Regions from separate parts of the Gossypium hirsutum genome. Here region 2 is linked to region 1. A link is a contact called in public Hi-C data. All regions are on one chromosome and are shown on one strand. Each heading gives the region's core, a stretch centred on a gene start, on an enhancer-like site or on the middle of the called end of the contact. The rest is flanking DNA. Distances are from core to core; before and after follow the strand shown.

Region 1 (5,330 bases), core at 2,223-4,722:
ATTGTCCAAGGGGGACACTATGTTAGGACCCCAAATCACACTTTACTATTACTTGATAGATGACATGAGAGGAGAATTAAAGGCAGAGGAAATATGTGGTTTTTGGTTATCAGATTTACTTAATGCCCCATGGCTATATCAATCCAACATTGGTACTTGCCAGCTATGATTAATTTGATGTTCTTGACGGTCAATGGATCCACCTTAGCTCATACACGTGTCAATCAAATTTTAGAATCATATGTTGTCTTTACCCCTCTACACTAAATTTTATACTCATATCCCAGATATTTAGGTTATAACAAATGAAGGTTTATTTGTGGATGACTGTGGAGAGATTCCTATGTCACATATATTTTCTAACATTAAATCTAAGATTTTCAAAATTAGATACATAATTAAATCAATCAAATCATTAATTTTTATTTTAATCAATTCATTTAATTTAACTAGATAAATTATTTAAAATAAAAAAAAATCAATTGAATTGTTATTTCAATTGATATTTAACATGATTCAACTAATTTTAAACGTTTTGCGAGTCAATCGATCTAACTCCTCTCTTCTAATCAAAACCCGACTGATCCAGTCCAGTTTAAAAATTAAATAGATAATCTAATTTGGTTTAAGAAAAACTTAAGTTTGGGAAAATGCTTTTAGGAATTAAAATATTGGAAAAATATTTGTTTAAAATAAATATATATATATAAACACGAGAATGATAAAAATCAAATGTTAATCACAAAATATTGTACCTATGTAAAAGATAATGTTTGACCTCAAAATTTGTATTAACGTGAATGCTAAACCAACCGGCCTTGATAAAACAATGAGATCAAATCGTTCACGTTTTACTGAAAATGAACAAGGCCTGTAATAAACAATAAAAATCTCCATGGTGCATTATATCAAAGCAAACCACATCCATAACAGAGATAAAAATAATAAAAAAAAAGTGGGTGAGTGGGTGATGCTAATATATGGAGTGAGTGTCGGTTTGTCATCTCCCATTAATTGCACATTCATATTCTCATCCATTTAATAAACGTTAAACGCCTAAATATCCGACTACATCGAACATGATCAAATTATTTTTAAGTAGGGAAAATTTTTTTATTGATTTAATTAAGGAAATTACAATTTATACATTGAATTATTCAAAGGTTTTCATTTAAGTCACTAAATTGTTATGTTTTTTCATTTTTAAAAAGTTCTATCAATGAACTCCAATTGATGATTCGACAATCGGTATGGTGTGTTAGTACTCATCGACGAATAGAATAACATATCTTAGATCCAAGACGATCAATATTGGAGATTAGAAAGAAAAAAAAGCTGTTTGAATTTTGGTTTACAGATTTATGACGTCTATAGCTATTTCATGAAAAAAACTTGAACCGTAAAAAAGAAAAGAAAAGAGAGCTTTTGATTGGTAGAGGCAGTGCGAATAAAGAAAATCATATAGCATTAGTTTTAACAGTCCATATATAGTTCAGTAACTAAATTGTAAATTATTTTAATTAAATAATTAAAATAAAAATTTATTCATAATTTAGTGACTAATAGTGTAATTTATTTTTTTATACAAGGATTATGAACATAAAGTCTCCCTGATAAAAATGTTTAGGATGTCGTAATTGGTAGTAGTTGAGAAAATAGGAAAGCAAATGTTCTATTTTTTATTCAAAATCTCAAGTGTAGTTGCAATTGTTTACTGTTACAGATCCAACCACAAACTTGAGAAAATATTCTTTATCTTTTGATTCAATTTTAATAAATTATTACTTTTTCTTTGTTTTGTAACTTTTACCCATTCATATAATGATATCATATTTTCTTCTCTTTCGATTCTTTTAAAAGTTTCACTAATATGTAATTACAAGAAAAAAATAAGTATAAAGATATATTCAACTAATTATAATCTATATAATAATATAATGATATAATATATTATTTATAATATATGCAACAATCATATATATAATAGAAAAGAAAGAAAAAATGTAATATAAATTTGAAAAGAGGTGTATTCATAAATCTTTCCAAAGAGATGCATAAATATCTTTTAGTACTTGTTTGAATATGTAAATAACATCAAAAGAGAAAAAGAGTCTACTTATTTTATATCTTTAACTCCAATGAATAAGTTAATGAACTGGTCAACTTAATAGAATCTTGACTAACTCACCCACACAAATATGAACAGAATACAGCTGACTTAATTGACTTTAACCATTACCATCTAACTATTAACTGAACTATCGGTCTTGAACTTTGAAGCACTTGAAGTAGCAATACCGGACTGCCTTCATACCTTAATAGTACTTTAGATGTAGACACCAAACATGGGAATCCAAATAATGAGATTGACTAATAAGAGAAGGATACCATTAAAATTATATATATATATATTTGTGTTTGTGTAAAAGCATTCTATCTTCATAAGAGTATTTCTTGATCATTTTACATAGAGAGAGCAATTATTTTTAAAATAGTTTCCTGAAAACGCTTTTCCTTCACCAAATATTAATTTCAAATCCAATCAATTTTTTTTATACAACAATCAACCGATAAAATGTATAATCAAAAATAAAATAATAGAACTCATATAAAACATATGCACATAATGAAAGAGAGACACACGTTGCAATTTGCAAAAGGCTTTAAAATCTAAGGTGTCCACGTTTATCAATAATATGGTGTTTATTTTTTTAAAAGATAGTGAGATATAGTTTTTTTTTTTTAAATCAAGATAATTTCCACACTAATTCTGTAGTGAATGGCCAGGGCTGAACCGACATTTTACATAACTTCTCGAATGACCTTTACCTGCACCATTGTCGAGACTTCAAAAGCTAAATATGAAAGCAGTGATATAAAGATGAACCACAAATATGTGAAAGAAGATAAAGTTGAAAAGAACTTGTTAGGCTAATTCTTATTTTCCAAATAAAAAACCTTGGACTTTCCTCTCCGTGAGGAAGCGGAAAAGACAACTTTTACCCGTAATTATGCAAGGTATGGGTGGTGGAAATTGTTTTTATTATTTAATGGTGACTTAAATAAATAAAGGATAGAGAAGATGAGCATGGAACAGTCTGGAAAATTCAATTTTCTAGTCAAAGGCATTGGCGGCATTGACAGATTCAATTAATGTCCTTGTCACTCCGGAATCAAAGGAGTGTGTTTGTGTTCCTTTGCTTCAACTTCACGACGTACGTGGAGGGCAAATGAAATAAACAGTAAAAATTTGGTCGTGCATGGTATGATTGAAAACCTCATGCACTTCAATAAATTTGGGTTGTGATCATTTTGTTTTTACACCATAAATTGTTTCTAATCTCTGACGTCACACCACTCTTTCCTTCAACCTTATGTTTTGTCCTTTCATTTTCGGTAATCCTGCGGATTGAAGGGATAGCGACATTTTCGGTAATCCTGTTTTAGCGCCCAACTCCGCGATACTTATCATAACGATAATGGTCGACCATAGGGAGTAAAGTCAACATGAAGATAAAAGATTACAAGTCATTCCTTGCCCCATATTAACCAAAATGTCAGCAAAATTGTGCTTATAATACTTTTTGTTCACACTCATCGAATGGGCCTAATTCCCAAGGTTGTTCCGAACATTATCACGACAAGGATTTTGGACTCAGACTTATTATTGACATCACAAACATAGCTGAGACCCATAAAATCAACTCACAAGTGCTGAGTCCCCCTTATTTTTATCCCAATTACAAATGGGTTCTCCAAAACAGATGATTTATTAGATTATGAAGGAAAAGAAATGGGTAATATCCATAACAATCTCATTGAAGCCAATAAACACAATAAGAAGCTGATAATGGTAAAGTTAGTTAAAATGATCAGATTATTCGCTTATTAATTAATGAAATTTATAACTAAATCCATCAACTTAATGATTTTAATATTTATTATTTTATTTATAATATGTGATTTATGTTATGGGCAAATTTTGCCCGGGCAAAAATAAATAAAAACAAAAACCTAATACAAACCCAACAAGCCCAAAACTTTTACAAGCCCAAACCAAACTAAAACCCTAAGCCTAAAATACCAACAGCCCACAACATTAACATTTTAGACAGAAAGAGCAGAAACCCTAAGGCGCGCCGCATGCCGCTCCACCTCCTCGCGCACGCCGCTGCCGTCATTCGCCTATCACCGCTCCTCCACGCTTCTGACACCTGTAAAAAATTGAATGCAACAATAGAAGGGGCACGCCAAGCAGAGGAAAAAAATTAAAAATAGAAATCAAAAGTGTAACTTGGCTATAAAAGAAAAAGCTTTCTCTTTGTAGTTTTTTTTACACACATTAGGCATCAAAAGCCGAATAGAAATTTTAAAGGGTTGAACCTTTACTATTTCCTCTTTGTTTTCTTGTTTTCCTTTTATTTATTTAATTATATTTTATTTATTTTTCCTTTTTTACAAATCCATTTTAAATAATTATAATAAAAATCAAATAAATAAAAGGAAAGGAATACCTTACCTGGAACCACCGCATGGCCCCGTCAACGGAGGTCCCTTCGCCGTCGCCGGAGTCGAGCTAAAAGGGGTGGTTAGATTTCTCCTTTTTCTTTCGGCCTCTCATCAATGGTACCGTCCACCGGACTTAAAAATGGGTTAAAAGGCCAGTCTTTCGCCACTGCCCATCGACCATGGCGGTGGCGCGGTCCGTTGATCGGAGAAAGTGAGGGGAGAGGAGAGAAAAGGAGAGTTTTAGGGTTCTTTTTAGGTTTTTTGACAGAAATGGTGTTTTAAAAAAAATGATTTTATAAGCTAATAAAACGGCGTCGTTTCAGCAGGCCTCCCCAAGAGCCAAAACGGTGTCGTTTTGGGAAGGCCAACCCGTGACCTGACCCGCAGCCCACAGGGACCGCATGTTTTTAATGGGAAAATTGCACGCGGGGTCCCTCCATTTTGCGCCGCAGTGCAGTCTGACTCTTTTTGTTTTTTTTTTATTTGGGTCGCGATTTTTCTTTATGCTTCAATCGGGTCCCTTGACCATGTGCGGTCCTTCGCACTGAAACGCTGCGCTCTAGGACTGGGTAATATTGCCCGATTAGTCCTCCAACCTTTAAGTGCATTCAATTTCAGCCCCCTAGCAACCTGTTTTATTTATTTACACTTTAAACCTTGATTTTTTGGCCTTATTTCAATTCGGTCCACAACCTATTTTTATTTTTTTGTTTATTCATTGTTTTTTTTACTATTTCTATTTATATATATATAAAAGAGGTTTCAATAAAGATTTCAATTAATGTTTATTTACTCATTCTTTTTAATTTTGATTAATTTCA
Region 2 (5,765 bases), core at 2,417-4,916, 88 kb after region 1:
AATTCAATTTGAATATATAAATGCAAATTATCATTTTTTCGTGTCTTTATTATTATTATTATTATTATTATTATTATTATTATGTCATTTTAAAGCTCTTATCAAACACCCGTTTGGCATGGTTTTGATTCGTGTTACTCTCATCCTCCACCTTTAATATTGTATTAAAAAAATATTCAACTTAAATTATAACACAAAAATGAGATAGGGTAAACTACACCCGATACCACTGAACTTTGGTTAATTTATAATTTTTTCCACTAACCTTTTAAAACTTACGAAGATGCCACTAACGTATCACATTATTACAAAAATACCTCTTAGCTGTTTATTGTCACTATTTGGTAATGTGCGTATGATGTGGCACGTTGAATTTGCCATGTGCTTAAAAATTATTATTTTTTCCTCTTCTGAATATTAAAATATTTATTTTCTTTTTTATTTCATTATTTCTTTTTTTTTCCTTTCCCCCCTCTCTTTTCCCTTCTTTTCTTTTTCATGTTCTTTCTTTTCCCAACAAACCACTAAAATAATTATGTTTAAACACCAACAATGAAATTGTTAGAACTCAAATGGATTAAACTCCTCAAATATCTAAATTGAATTGTAGAGTTTGCAAAATTTACCATGGTATTGTAACTTTTGACCAAACAAAAACCATATAGCAACAATTGTTAGCCAAACTAAAATCATTTGTTCTTTCGCGGTCCTTACATTGAAATGGCAGAGGAGGATGAGGTGATGTCGCCGTCACCACTATAGTAGCTGCAACCATCGTAGTTGTCGTGGTGGTGGTTGTTTCAAAGGTGCATTTTGTCGTCAATGGCGATGAGGCTGTCATTTTAAAGCATAGTTTTCCTAAGAATTTCATTCTTGGACTATATACTGCTACACCTTGCTTGTCGATGCATCCCTTCGGATCTAACTCCATCTTGTTCGGTCCCCACCATTGGTTTCACAGCCTAGGCTTGCTCCACTGGTTTAGCCATCTCATCATCAATGGGTTTATGTTTGAGTTTATTTCTCTAGAATTAGCGAAAAGATTGGGGTTGAGCTTATCGGAATCAAGGGACAACCTTGGGAAATCCACCAACGAGTTTAGTGTTTGGGAAAAGCCACTTGCGGTGGTGAAATTCGTGGCGGCTAAGGTTTGTTAGGAAGGGAAAGGAAATGGTAAGATCTTTGGCGCAAGAAGAAGGGGTTAATCCGTATCATCTTGACTTGGTTCTGATTTCGCTATCTTTTTAAGAATACCACTTCTCTTACTCGTATCGAAATAGTTCTGACGGTTCAATAATCTTCTCACTTCCATTCGAAGTTCTTAGTTACTTCGGCAGTTTGAATCTTAGCGATGGAATAATATAATTAAGAAGAAATGAAGAAGAAAGGGAAAAATATGAAAAAAGAAATAAAAATAAAATAAATATTTTAATATTAAGAAAAGGAAAAAAATGAAGCATGTGGCACATTTAACATGCCACGTCAGACGCATGTTACTTTAGAAACGGTAGTAAACGACTAAGTGGCATTTTTGTAATAACACGATAATACTAGTGACATCTTTGTAAGTTTTAAGAGGTTGGTTGAAAAAATTATAATTTAACCAAAGTTTAGTGCCATCAGGTGTAGTTTACCTAATAAAATAAATTAGAAATTCTATCTTACGTGTATGCCTATGAAACTATGTATGTAAAAATAACATATAATAAATAATGAAAATGTATGATTTGAAACTAAATGATAATAAAACATGCAATATAGACAATATTAAAATTAAAAAAATAGATTAAATTGTGAGTAAAACAAAATTTAAACACATAAATACATCAGATTAAGAATATTAAATGTACTACAATTTCTTATCATGGTGTTGCCATCAATTTTGAGTCTATGTCAAGTTAACTTTTGACACCAACTCAACTAATAACACTATCAATGTATACAATTTATGGAGGTAATAAAGTGTACATAATAAAATTAAAATGTATTAAATATAGCAAGAGAAAGCTTTGGTCGAGTGGTAAAATTAAAATTTTATTGACTCATATGTCATTGTTTTAAAACCCATCATATGCAAATCATTTATTGGTTTGTTTTAAGAAAAATAAAAAGATTAAAGTACCATAAAATAATATAACTTATTTTAAAAATGGAAAAATATTTTTGTAATTTTTCTAACAAGTCGGTACTCGGTTGACTCTTGACATTAAATGAATTCAATAGTTTTAACCGAGTTTAAATAATTATAATATATGAAATATATAAATATTTTTAAATAATTAATATAAATTATTTGTAAAATTTAAATTAAATTTATAATATATTGTAAATATAAATGACACATAAATGATTTGAATTTAAAAACTATTTGGGATTACAAATTCATTTAACATGAAAAACACTTCTAGAAAAGTAAGGTTGCAAACATCCTTACCAAACTATCAATGAAATTATTGTATTGAACAAAGAAATAAATCAATAAGCAAATTAAATCATTGTTAACCGCTCCCTTATTTCCAATGATCTAAAATTAAAAGAAGAATTAAAGGGTTAATATAATTTTTGGCTCCTGAATTTGGTAATTATGTTTGTTTTGGTGCTCGTAAGTTTTTATATCTACTTTGACATATGAACTAGATAATTAGATTCATTTTAGCTCATGAATTTGAAAAATATAAAAGTTTGATGATGTAACACTCTGAGATTGTGTCACATTATCACTTGAAAATTAAAAAAAAATTATATGAACTTTCAAGTGATTACATGGTACAATCTTATAGTGTCAGATACATTGTTCTAATAATCTGACTCGTGGTTGAACCAGATAAACCATTGATTCTCAATATAATCTATTTGATCAATTAAATAAATAAATAACAAATTAGTTCAACCTATTCAACTACTTGTTTTTGTCCAAGTTTGGATTTTTACTGATTTCGAGCAGTTTTCAATTCCATTCAATTCAACTCATTTGTTTGGACTAGTATACCAATTGATTCCCAGTCTAATCGGTCCAACCGACCAATTCAATCATGTACCAAGAATACTGGTTACATCATCAAATTTTAATAAAATTCGAGTTCAAAGTCTAAAATGGATCTAGATGCGAAATTCAGATACCAAAGTAGACTTAATTACCAAATTCATATGGTAAGAATTATATATTTTTAAAATTTTAAATAAGCTTTTATACCTTACCTAAAAAAATTATTACTATATTTAAATAATTAATAATATTTAATTTACCTTGAAATAGATCATAATCTTTAAATTTACTTTTTAAAATTTACAAATAGTTAACTAAAAATAAAAAAAAATCATTTAAATACTTATATAATCATAATTATTTTAATTTAACTGATAAATATACCTATCCGAACAAATCGATTAATCGATATGGACCAATTGAATTGAATTAAAAATTAATTAAATCAATTGAATTGAATTTTTTTATAATTTTTAATGGAATGAATGAATGGATTAAATTAATTAGACGAATAAACCATGAACACCAATCCAATTTTAAAATCGTTAGAGTATAATTTTCGAAGTAGAAATAACCAAATTCAAGTGAAACCCGACACCCCAAAGTTGGCCAACCCATCCATCCCCCAACCCACGTCGTAAAGCAAATAAAGTGCCTGAACTCTCTCATGTAGTCAAGTGGGTGCTACCCGCCCGCCCATCCACTTCCCATCTTATTTCCCTTTCCCATTTTATTTTATCACATTTCCCCTGCCCTGAACTGCCCTGCCCTGCCCTGCCCTGGTATCTTAGTTCGAAATTTCACCTCTCCCCTAACCATTAACCAAGTCGAAGCCCGAGACAAAGATACCCAAACTAAAAACACGGAATTGAAAGTTCATAAAGAACTCTCCTTTGCTCACTACTGCCTTCAGGCTTCAACAAAGGACCTTTCTCTTATTTGTCTCTGCTTTTGCAATTAATCAATGCACCCTTCGCCCCTCTGCTCCGCAAACAACTAAGGTATTTTCTTTCTTTTGGCTTTACCATTCACTGAATTTCCTCCAACTTCTTTCTTTCTGGGTTCTTTTTGGATCCTTAATTTTAGCTGAACTATAATATTACCCATGCATGAAGCTTCTTCCTTGTGACAAGCGTGCAAGGTCTTTGCTTACTCTGTTTTCTATAAAATAAAAAAGGTTTTCTTTTTCTGCTTTAGTTTTGAATTTCATTGAGTGGAACTTTCAACTTTCAACATTCAACTCTTCTTTTAGCTCTACATTTTTTTTTTCATTTCATTTCATTTTTTTATCGTATTTTGGAGTCAACAAAACAGTGAATTTGAGTTTCCTGTTTTCTTATTTATGTTTAACTTTGATTTCTACTATTCTCTTTTTTTTGTTCTCTTGACAAAATCATTCTTTTGTATCGTCTTTTTCTGCTTTATTTTTCTTTCTTTTCCGGTTTTTGCTTTATCTCCCTCTTATCGTTTTTCCCCAACTCACAACTCAAAATTTGAACCATCTTCTTCCCTTTCTCTCTCTCTTAAAAATTTGAACTTTATCTTTCTGGGTTTTCGCCTGCTTGGCATTTTCCATTAGTACCTTTTCTCAGCTAGCTCTCAAGTCTTCGTTTTGATCTAGCTTTAGAGTTCTCTTCGTGAGAAGAGAAGGTAAAGCATCAAGCATGTTCTTCAATTTTAATGCTTTTTCATTTTGTTTTCTCCTCGACCTCTCACTCCAGCGATGCTAGTCGTTATCTCCAAGCATACATAGGCCTCTGTAAGTGGAAGGTTTGCTTTAGGTGAGATCTTGGTGTTTGTTCTTCTTCTTTGTTTGAAAATATAAAAGGGTTCTCAATTTTCATTGTGATTTGAAAATGATACAAGAGAGAAGAATTCCATGGTTTGCTTTCATTGTTTCAAAAACAAGACATCGTTTCTTGTTTGATGGTTTCTATGTTCCTTGTTTTACTACTTTTCTGTCTTTTTCCTTTTTAGTCTTTGGATTAATTTGAATAAGGAACTATTTGGACAGACTTTAAGCATACTCTATTCTGGTGTCACATGGAAGATTATTATATATGCATTATCTTCAATTTGCTTTTTTGATTTATTTTACATGCAGCCATTACCGGAACCATGGATTTAATAAATCAATTAACTAAATGTCTTCTTGATTTTATCAGCTGGTTTTGTTTTCTATATACGAGACCTTCAATGGATCATATATTTGACCAAGTTTTAAAGAATATTAAACTATACCTTGAGGTGTAAACTGGCCTGATGTGTGGGAATCTTTGGTTTCGCTGACCATTCCAGCAACTACATACCTGAGATCTCTTCTGGCTCAAGGAGGAACATTGTGCTTTTTAACTTAATCGGATGTTTTGTTTGTGGAGCTGATGAAATGGGGTGTTCTGTTTCCACTAGTAGTCGGAGTACTTGCAGTTCCGGGAGCCGTGGGGAGGCAGTTTCTCCTTTGTTTTTCGAGATTGGATTTTGTGGGACAAAGAGAACTAAGAGAACGTTCTCTGATCATGTTATTACGCTGCAGAATTTACCCTCAGTACCCAACAGGATTTTCACAAATGGGAAGAGCCGAACTTCTTGCATATTCACTCAGCAGGGTCGAAAGGGAATCAACCAGGATGCCATGATTGTATGGGAAGTAAGTTTTAGATGTTACCTTGAATTTGAGTTCCTTTGATTCTAAGTTCCCTTTAAATGCTCAATGTGACTGATGAGGTTAAAATTCGTGTAGGATTTCATGTCTGAAGATGTGACCTTTTGTGGTGTATTT

What was found. Hi-C and Micro-C count contacts between places; a contact is called where the count stands out from the background.
Region 2: a Hi-C map of leaf shows a contact between it and region 1, with 2.6 times the contacts expected there. The contact joins the promoter of LOC107909262 here to the enhancer-like site in region 1. A contact is called at or near these places in 5 of 34 Hi-C or Micro-C datasets (cotyledon, fibers, hypocotyl and 1 more).

What each region holds. Positions count from the first base shown.
Region 1 is chrD02:65,928,294-65,933,623 of Gossypium_hirsutum_v2.1, forward strand. No RefSeq gene overlaps it. Among protein-coding and RNA genes, the nearest start is that of LOC107909263, 23 kb to the left of the region's middle. Within about 2 kb of position 3,473, at least 1 of the 9 cell types and tissues checked has an H3K27ac peak or open chromatin away from gene starts, as enhancers often do. A contact at or near this core is called in leaf, where this site is marked.
Region 2 is chrD02:66,016,489-66,022,253 of Gossypium_hirsutum_v2.1, forward strand. It overlaps LOC107909262 (probable protein phosphatase 2C 52), which reads left to right and starts at 3,667. Exons shown (of 6, transcript XM_016836731.2): 1 at 3,667-3,987; 2 at 5,152-5,633; 3 at 5,727-5,765. The coding sequence starts at 5,373.